3 separate regions of the Rattus norvegicus genome follow, and all the other regions are linked to region 2. Evidence: chromatin contacts called from public Hi-C data. All regions are on one chromosome and are shown on one strand. Each heading gives the region's core, a stretch centred on a gene start, on an enhancer-like site or on the middle of the called end of the contact. The rest is flanking DNA. Distances are from core to core; before and after follow the strand shown.

Evidence for each region. Hi-C and Micro-C count contacts between places; a contact is called where the count stands out from the background.
Region 1: a Hi-C map of liver shows a contact between it and region 2, with 3 times the contacts expected there. The contact joins the promoter of Zfp637 here to the promoter of Cxcl12 in region 2. A contact is called at or near these places in 12 of 12 Hi-C or Micro-C datasets (the A7r5 cell line, the Rat2 cell line, Schwann cells and 7 more) and 1 of 1 datasets of contacts at active chromatin or transcription factors (oligodendrocytes).
Region 3: a contact with region 2 is called in a Hi-C map of hepatocytes, with 2.4 times the contacts expected there. The contact joins the promoter of Hnrnpf here to the promoter of Cxcl12 in region 2. A contact is called at or near these places in 2 of 12 Hi-C or Micro-C datasets (hepatocytes and liver).

Annotation. Positions count from the first base shown.
Region 1 is chr4:152,676,415-152,679,677 of GRCr8, reverse strand. Zfp637 (zinc finger protein 637) reads right to left here and starts at 1,932. Exons shown (of 3, transcript NM_001134908.1): 1 at 1,880-1,932.
Region 2 is chr4:152,059,187-152,062,270 of GRCr8, reverse strand. Cxcl12 (C-X-C motif chemokine ligand 12) reads right to left here and starts at 1,490. Exons shown (of 3, transcript NM_022177.3): 1 at 1,349-1,490. The coding sequence starts at 1,409.
Region 3 is chr4:152,767,196-152,770,235 of GRCr8, reverse strand. Hnrnpf (heterogeneous nuclear ribonucleoprotein F) reads right to left here and starts at 1,507. Exons shown (of 3, transcript NM_001037286.1): 1 at 1,254-1,507.

The DNA of each region.
Region 1 (3,263 bases), core at 683-3,182, 620 kb before region 2:
ACAAAGAAGTGGAGGAAATCGGACGGCAGAGAAGCAGGAGTTTCTACTGTTAGTCCCCAGGAAAGGGCCACTTCTGTTTGTATTTGGTCTTGACATGAAAGTGGGGTCCTCTAGTTCCCAGGCAACTGCTGATTTTATTTGAGCCTAAGAAGTCAGCACTTCAGCCCTCCTGACCCGTGTTATGAAGGAATAGCATCAGGCCTCCTTTCCAGTTCCCCTGAAGTTACAGGGACCTAACAAAGGCGGTCTTGTTACCTTCTGGCAATTCTTAGTAGACTCTAAACCCAAACCATCACTTTTTCCCCCCTCTGTGGATTGCTTATTTAAGGATCAAATTCCTGAATTTACACTGTATTTAGGAAGTGGTACAGTATAATCTTTGTTCCAGTATGGCCAATCAAAATGCTGGACTCCGAGTTTAATGAATTAGCAATCTGATGGTACACTTTTCTATTTTATTAACCAAGAGGTGAACCCGTCTATCCATTCAGTTATAAATCCTAATGACAAGAAATCTTTTGGGGGCTGGGGATTTAGCTCAGTGGTAGAGCGCTTACCTAGGAAGCACAAGGCCCTGGGTTCGGTCCCCAGCTCCGAAAAAAAAGAACAAAAAAAAAAAAAAAAAAAAAAAAAAAAGAAATCTTTGAAGGATTCACTTCCAACTTGGAACACAGGGGTCCCTTGTCATGCTCCAAATGCATTCAGTTTGAAGTAAAGATATATTTTTTTCTTTTTTTTTGGAGCTGGGGACCGAACCCAGGGCCTTGTGCTTGCTAGGCAAGTGCTCTACCACTGAGCTAAATCCCCAACCCCAAGATATTTTTGATTAAAAATAAAACCAACGGGTTGGGGATTTAGCTCAGTGGTAGAGCGCTTGCCTAGCAACCGCAAGGCCCTGGGTTCGGTCCCCAGCTCCGGGAAAAAAAATAAATAAATAAAATAAAACCAACAACCCCTCCCCAGCCCCTCTTGCACATCCACAAAGAAAAGCACATGGTACCTCCTGGGGTTGGACTTTTGTCTCTGGAGTGTCTAGAGAACATGGTTAAGTCAAAATAAGTGAGCACAGTATGTACCTGAACCTCTCTACCTGCTAAGAGGTAGCCAGCTGTGTCTCCAGATCTCCCTGATTAATAACAGGGCAACTGACAACAGGAGATTGTCAAGACAGAGCAATCAAATTCCTGAGGACATTGGAAGAGAGTGGTTTCATAGCACAAACCGCTGCTTTTTCCTATCAGAAATGTTATCACGGCTCAGAATTCGGTTCTGACAGACTTGGATTTTTGTCTTATTTCTCTCGGTGATTGACCTGGAGCAAAACAGCCTAACAGCCCCGACTCCAGTTACTTCACTTAGTAAACAAGTTAACACTCTCTCATTAGACAGCTCTCAGAAGAACAGATGACCAGAAAGTGAGGGATCTCTTACATTTGAGACACGCCCTACACATCCAAGACCTAAAATGGTGCTTTTTCAGGAGAGAGGGGCTGGAGGAAAAACATGGTGATCTGTAGGGTTTGGCAGAAATCTAAGGAGGTATTAGGAGCTTTTGGGTGAGGATGAATTACCCCCCACGCTGAACGCCACTCCCTCTTAGCTCCCTAGGCGCGGACTTTGCATTTCCAGGCCTAGCTGGACATTCCTGTGGCCCCTCCCACGCTCGCGGGGCTCCAGTCCCCAGGACCCCGACATCGCAGCAAGGCCCTTCCGCAGCAGACCGCGGCCCACCCGCTCTCCGACCAGCGCATCCTTGTCTGCGGCTGGCGATTTTGGCCCGGGCGGCCGGCCTGGTCTGCTCGCGTGCCCTGGCCGGAGCGGCAGGCTCAAGATACAGCCCCCTCTCTCGGGCGACAGACCCGGCCTCAGCCTCACTCACCGCAGCGGCGCGCGCCCGCAGACAGACAAAGCCGGCGTCGAGCCCGTAGCAGCCGCTGCAATGCTGCGCGTCGCCGGACCACAACTCCCAGGAGCCTGCGCGTGCCTTGAGGCACTATGGGAAGCGTCGCCGCGGTGCCGCGGCAGAAACCAAGATCGCTGGCCGGGCGCTGGCTGGTTCTGGTTGGAGGGGAGCGCCGTCCTGTGGAGGAGCGGTAGTTAAAGCTTAGGGAAGCTTGTGGCGTTAAACTACAGAAGACTCAGGGTTCTCTGTAGGGCTCAGAAGCCGGGAGCAAGTATTTTGGACAAAGAATCAGGAGCACTCTCTGGTCTGAGTAATAAGTTTTTTTCACCCAAAAGATGGAGAAGGCACTGTAGTGCTTCGGAGTTTAGGTACTACCCGGACAGTTGCGCGACCCAGGGCGGGGATCTCACTTGTGGGGAGCCCTGGACCGACAGCTCCAGGACCCCACAGGGCACCTACGCGGGCTCGGAAGACTTTCGAGCCAAGGGAACTAACTCGAGGAAACAGTATTCCCTGAGTTGACACTTAACATTTCCTTCTTAACTGACGAAGTGTGACCCAAGGGTTGAGATTTGAACCCTCTAAAAGTTACCGAGAAGATGGGAGAGTAGCCCTCTTCCAAGGAGCTGCTAGAGCTCCAGCAGTTGGGTAGCTCAGTCCTTGGCTCTGGAAAGGGCGTGGATGCTATTGAACATCCATAAAATAAAAGCTCTCTTAAAATGCCGTAAACGTCCATCGACTGCACTTATGTATATGCATTTCTAATAGACTTTCTTATATTTTCGGTTTAACGGCTGAGCCATCTCTCCAGCCCTTAATAGCTTTTCTATTAGGACACTAGTCTCACCCTGGAGCCCTGAGTGCGCCTCCTCCAGACTCCTCCCTTAGTGGACTTAGTTATCTATCCTATTGAATGAAAGAGACCATAAGAAATGTGTCCCCTTGCAGTTCCCTTGTTCTTTCCCCAGAATTACCAATGTCAGACTGGACGAAACATTTGACTTCACAGGATATCTCTGTTCTGTGAGACCAGATGTGGGATTAGGACAAATTTCAGATCTTGCCAAGGAAATAGTTGAGAAAGCTTTGGTAGGAAGAGGGGGCCGTCAGGGGAGACAATAAATCACATTTCCTTCATAAATCTGCAAAGCTTCTCTTAAACAGCCTTGGGGATATGGGTACACTTATATTTTGAAAAAACTGATCCCATTTTGTTTAGTGTGTGTGGATGTGAGGGATGCCTTGCTAAACTTGTGGAGGCCAAAGAATCATTGGTATGAGTGGGCCTGCCCCTTCCTACAGGGGATAGAACTCAGGTCATCGGACTTGACAGCAGGCATTATTAACTACACACCATCTT
Region 2 (3,084 bases), core at 241-2,740:
GGGCCAGTGGGAAGTTGCAGCCTCCCAGGTGTTCTCAGTAGCAGAGGGAAAAAAAAAACCGAAATTGCCTTTCATTTGTCTTTTTTACTCCTCCGATCAGCAACTATTCTTTTATTGAACTTTTACTGAACATTTACTAAATTTTTACTGAACATTTCCCTCGGACTAGGCAAGTCCAGCCTCTCCAACCATACTTAGCCAAACAAACGCAGGTCCCACTACTTTCCGTAGCCTGTTGTTCACAGGGAAAGAACCCAAACCAACGCTTTGGCGCACTTGGGGCAGCATTTAGATCGCAGCCTCACCAAGGGCTCCGACCGCCCCTCAGTTCGGAAACAACACAGCGGAGGAAGGCAGGGGCCCGACTGGTAGGGTTTTGTTTTGTGTTCAGAGGCAATGGTTTGTTTTGTTTTGCAGCAACGGTGTCTTGTAACAGCGCTGAGAGTTTTCTCTTCAGTGTCAAAAAAAGAAAACAAAATGAAAGCCCTTTCCCAGTGAAAGAAGACACCACCCCGGGTCTGGGAGACTGAACTCTGCTGCAGCTCTCATTCCAGAGCGGAGGGCTCCGGGGCTGGCTACAAAAGCGCCCATTTGCAGGTGTGTTTGGGGGTTGGGGAGAGGTGTGCATATAGCTCGAGTAACTGCTGCGCCTTTGTCTAGTGACCCCGGTAAGAAGAAAAAGGCGCAGCGAAGAGACGCGTGCTCAGGTCCGCGTCGCTACGGACCAACGAACTGTGCAGAAGCGCAGCCCTGGCTGGTGGCGCAAGCTCTAGAGCTGCACTGCGCTGCTCATGGCCCCGAGGGTGTTGTAAGAGAACTCGCTACACTCTGAGGGGACGAAACTCAACTGCACCACCGAACCTATAGCCAAACCAAGCTACTTTAAGAGTTTGCTGGCACACGCACCACCCGAATGAATCTCCTGCACGGTCAACTCCCGGACCGCGCTGCCCTTCGCCTCTGGAACATCTGGGCGCGGGTGGACACTAGCTGAGTGCAGCTGGCGCGCTCCGGGGCCCAAGCCCAGGACACCGTCGCCCAAGCTTCCATTCCGCGCCGACCCCACACTTGCCCAACAATCCTGCAGGGCCTCGCCTGCAGCCCTCTCTAGGTCCTGCAGCTGCGCTTCGCAGAGCACAAAACCTCGGTGTGACCCGTGGGACACGGGAAAGGGCACCCGTAAGGAGTGCGCCCTGCAAAGTGGGCTGCCTGAAGTTCGCTTGCAGTGAACCGCGCGGAACGACTTCTTTCTCCGCGACTCCCGCGCGGGCAGGGGAACCGCGGACCCGAAGGAGCTCCGGCACAGAGCTGCGAGCCTTGCCCGGGACCGGGCGCAGATTACACTCACCGTCACTGATGCAGAGCGCGGCCAGCACCAGGGCCAGCACGGCGACGACCTTGGCGTCCATGGCGTGGGCGGGAGGGCGCGCCGGAGGCTGCAGAGCTGGGCAGCAAGAGGACACCGAGGTGGACGGAGAGTGAAAGTGCGGCAGCTAGAGGCGCGCGCTGGGCGCTTTAGAGCCGAAAACCAGGCGGGGCGGGGCTCGTCAAGGGGCGTGTCTGAAGTGTGGCTGGGGTCTCTGACGCGCATCCCCTGCGGAGCAGCCGCCCTTCCAGTCCCCTACCTACCCACCCCCTTCTTGGCGCCCTCGGCGTCCCCGGCTCCGCTGGGTGCCGAGGCCTTTGATCTTCCCAGTCCCCAACTTGGGCGGGCTCCTTGGACTACAAATGCTCCCATCCTGCAGATAGAGAAACTAAGGGGCTGTCGAAATCGAAAGCTGTCAAGTAAGGACCAGAGGCGAAACTGTGTTCCAGGCGCGAGGTTCTGTTGCGCCGCACCCAAAAAAGTTGCCAGAGAACCCTTTCTTTGGTGCCAGGACCTCAAACTGACCCACCTCTCTCCCAGGGTGTCTGTGCCGCAGGCGACAGCTAGGCTTAAGGGCAACGCGGAGCAACCTACAGTTAGAATAACTTGGACTCCCAGCCAAAGTCTCACTACAGTCACCCCCGGGAAGATGCATTCTAACGTAGGGCTGTGCTGCCCAGCAAAGAGACCAAGCGGGTCTTCCAGATATAGTACGGTGAATTTTCTTTGCCACCTCCCCTCTGTAACGGTATCTGACGCTGGGGGGGTGGCGGAGGGAGGTGACACAGCTCTCACCCTGCAGAATGGAAACGGAGAAATCACTGAGAGTCTCACTCCCGCGAAACGTCGTGACGCTCAGTACCTGGTTTTAATGGGTGTTCTTAAACTTCAGTGTTTTCTGCCTTTCCTGAAGAAAGTCCAGTGTTCCAAAAAGGACGAAAGAGTTCCCTACACCCCTGCTCCCTAAAACCCCTAAAACTTCGGAAGCCCAGGAGTGAGTGCTTCCGAAGGTGGTCATTGGTGTCTTTACAAATATACCCACTGGTGCTCAGTCCTGCCGATAGACCGTTGTACTCCACGCTGGTCAACCAAAACAACCCCAACCTGGGTGTGGGGAGACACAGGGGAAGGGGCAGACCGCAGCTGGAGGGCTAGAGGCTGGGAGCAGCGTCCTTTGGACCTTCTGCTGCCACATACAGTGTTGGCCACACTCCCATTGCCTTTCTCACATAACCAATTAGCGATTTGGATTCTGTTATCACGTTCACCCAAGGGAGTGCACAAAAGAGACTTGCCTCTGTCTCAGGGCAATCTGGGAATCATATTTTTGAAGAAGTGGCCAGGACCTTTGGGCCTGGGGCTCCACCTAGGGACTAAAGAAGGGTGGCCGGGGTCAAGAGGAAAATGTTTCAGACATGAGAGTGTCTTAAACAATTCCGCCAAGCACTTTGCGTCCATTCATTTGTCAGGCGCACTTTAGGGGCTCAGCTTCAAATCTGGAACAGCGCCGACCTGGGCCCTGTGTTTAAAAAGTAGCACTCTAGAGAAGGCAACCATTCATTTCTATCGGCTTTTGCATTATCCTGAGCGTTCAGGATGCTGAACACTGAACTTGCTGGCCCTGTTGTACTGTAAGATCGGCAGAGGCTGGGCTCCGGCGCCCTCTAGTGGTCCCATCTCCTCTGCTCCAGTAATCGGAGAGGCTGGGGTTCAGGCAG
Region 3 (3,040 bases), core at 258-2,757, 710 kb before region 2:
CTAATTTAAGCTTAGTTTAAATGTAGGAGAAACTTAAAATTTAAATAGAGCAGGGATCTAGTGGGCACTTTATGCCAAGACTTCCAACCCTTTCAGTAGCATAGGCATCCAGGCCAGCATGAATTTCCTCTGGAAATGAAAAAACACTCCTGTTATTTATCTTCTCCATGCTGGAGGTGGGGAAGGGTCTCCAATGCCTTTTGCTTTATCATAACCTATGTGACAAAGCTTCTCCCAAATGGTGAGGAAAGGGGTTGAATCCTATGACAAATTATGCTGCATTCTTCGTTTTGGAAATGTGGTAGGCTATTCTGCCTGTTGTCTTAAAATAGGGGTAACTGCAGTTGCATTGTCTCATTTTCCAAAATTATGCAAGATATTGGGGTGTCGGTGCTAAAAACCCATTTTGAAAATAGTTTCAAAGACCCTGAAACAGGGCTTCACTTTAATGAGTTTCAACCATATTCCTGTCCATGAAATTCTAATGACTCGATCCCCTTTTTCCAACCTTTTACTTCTAGTGTGGTAGACAATACCTGTGGGCCTCCCTGGAGACACTATACTGCATGCAGCTAGCAGCTAGACCTACATTAAGCCACTGGCACGAGACCCGTGAACATGTGAACTGTGGAGACATGCCCAGTAAAAGAGAAGATGGCATGGCGGGTCTTTGTAAGTACTGTTAGAACACCCAGACATTTGATTTTAATTGCAAGACACGCTACTGAAACCATTTGCATCATTTTGGGCGACTGACTCCTATACTATAGCCAGGCTAGGCCTACATTTCCACAAGTTAAACACTAAAGAAAATGCACTATTAAAATAAACAAACAGGCTGAGACTTTTTTCTAACAAGCTACCCAGTCAGTGATACTGGTTAAACTGGATTTTCACTGCCTTCAGGTAGATCCAGGTAAGATAAAAGAGGTGCGCCCTCTGAATCCTGGACTAGTTAAGTTTATCGGCTGAACAAACAGGGCGGCTCAAGCGCCACCCACCTAGTTCTTTTGTTCAGGCCCGCTTGGTGGGAGCCTTGCTGCACCCTCCTCTATGCATCTTTGTGTTCCAGGAAGTCGCCGGAGTTTTCATTGGGAGCCCGCCCTCATCCTCCCTCCATTTTGTAAATGAGTTTTAACCTCCGGAACGCCGGGAGCGCATCCAGGCAGGTTTTCTTACTCAGAAAGTTCTACTCTTAAGACCAGGAGAGCCGCGGCTTCAAAGCTGCTGCCTTTTTCTGCTCTGAAACTTACCACGGGAGGAAGGTAGAAGTGACTTCTATTTTCAATAACGAACGCGGCTTACGAACCCCAACTCCACCCGACGCCTTAAAAACGCAGAGGGCTCCGGGGAAAGTCCAGGTGCATCTTCTTTTTGTTCTCAACCTGAAATGGAAGTTCAAATGACCAGGGGAAACGCTTTTGCGGAAGCGGAGCCCCTTGAGACGAGCGTTTTGGCGGGAAGCAGGGCGGAGGGCAAGGTGACGCTGCTCCGCGGCCTTCGCCCGGTAGTCGACCGCGCCGCGCAGCGAGCGCCGGCCGGGCAGGAAGGTCCGCCCCGGGGCTTGCGCGGGCTCGGGCGGGAGCTTCCGGGCGGGGGCGGGGGGAAGGGAGGCTCCTGAGCCTCGGAGGGTGGGGGAGGGGAAGATCCAGAGGGCGGGGAAGAGGGCTGGAGTAAGAACTCGCGCAGGCCGAAGCGTGGAAAAGCTCGAAGAGGGAAACTTCTAAGGTGAGCAGGTCAAGTACGCAGCCGGTAACCTGGGGCTCGGGCGGGAAGCGGGGCTCACCACGCCGAGACGGGCGTTCGAGTCCGGAGTCCGGGAAGCAGCAGCCGCGTGATCTACAGCGGCAGTCGGACTCGGGTCACGGGGTGTAGAGGAGGAAGTGCCCTGCCGGGCCCGCCAATATGTCACCAATGAGAAAAGCGTGCCTGCAGGTGTGGCCCGCGAACGGTGGGTTTGGCCGGCGCCGGAAGTGGGGGAAGGAGGGAAAGGAAAGGGGAAGACTCCTCGCTGAGTTCTGGGTAAAGGAGCCACCTGAGCAAAGTACAGACTACCCGCTACAGTTGGAAAGGCGAATGCAACGAAGCGTTGACAGACTCAGCCAAGTAAAACCAAATCAACTCGGAGTACAGAATGGAAACCTGCAGACACTCTACACTTTTTTCATTTGCCCGCCGACTCCACGATAACCTAACTTTTAAAAACTCCCGACTCGACTTGGTGGCGGCACGCCTTTAATCCCATCATTTAGCCTTGTCTCAAATTTTTTTACATAAACTAATGACCGGTATGGTACATACATTTTTTTAATACCATCACTCTGGAGGCAGAGCCAAGCTGATTTCGAGACCTGCCGGGACTACTCGAGTTCCCTCAGAGCCCTAGAGGCTGACTAGGTTTGGATCCCTAGTATCGCCGTAGTGGAAGGAGTGCTTGACTTTTAAACCTAAGTTGGCCCATATGTATAAAAATGAACCTTATAGGGGCTGGAGAGATGGCTCAGCAGTTAAGAGCACTGAGTTCAATTCCCAGCAACCACGCGGTGGCTCACAACCATTTCTAACAGATTCTGGTGTATCTCAAGACAGCTACAATGTACTCATATACGTTAAATAAATATTTTAAAAAATGAACCTTATAAAATCTACACCCAACAGGCAACCACAAATCTTAATTCAAAGCAATTGGCCTCTGAAATAATCCAGTCACTTCTCATTTTTTTTTGAGGGCCCAGAAAAAATGGGGCAAGGCACTAGTCACCTAGCTTGTTTGACACCTGAGTGGAGAACCATCCACAGACCCACAGAAGAGAAAGGGCAAAAGTTGTTCTCTGACCTAAGCACCTGTAGAGAAAACCCCGGCAAGCACTACTATACAAATACTTTAAAATATGTTGTAACTAAGTTTTTTTTTTTTTTTTGCAAAACCTGGAGAGAAACATGAAACAAAATGGCCCACTATTGACTAAAGCTGGTGATAAGCTGCAAATGCTTAAGACTTTAAAAAAAAATAACCTCTAACTTTTTTTGAGTAAAATTT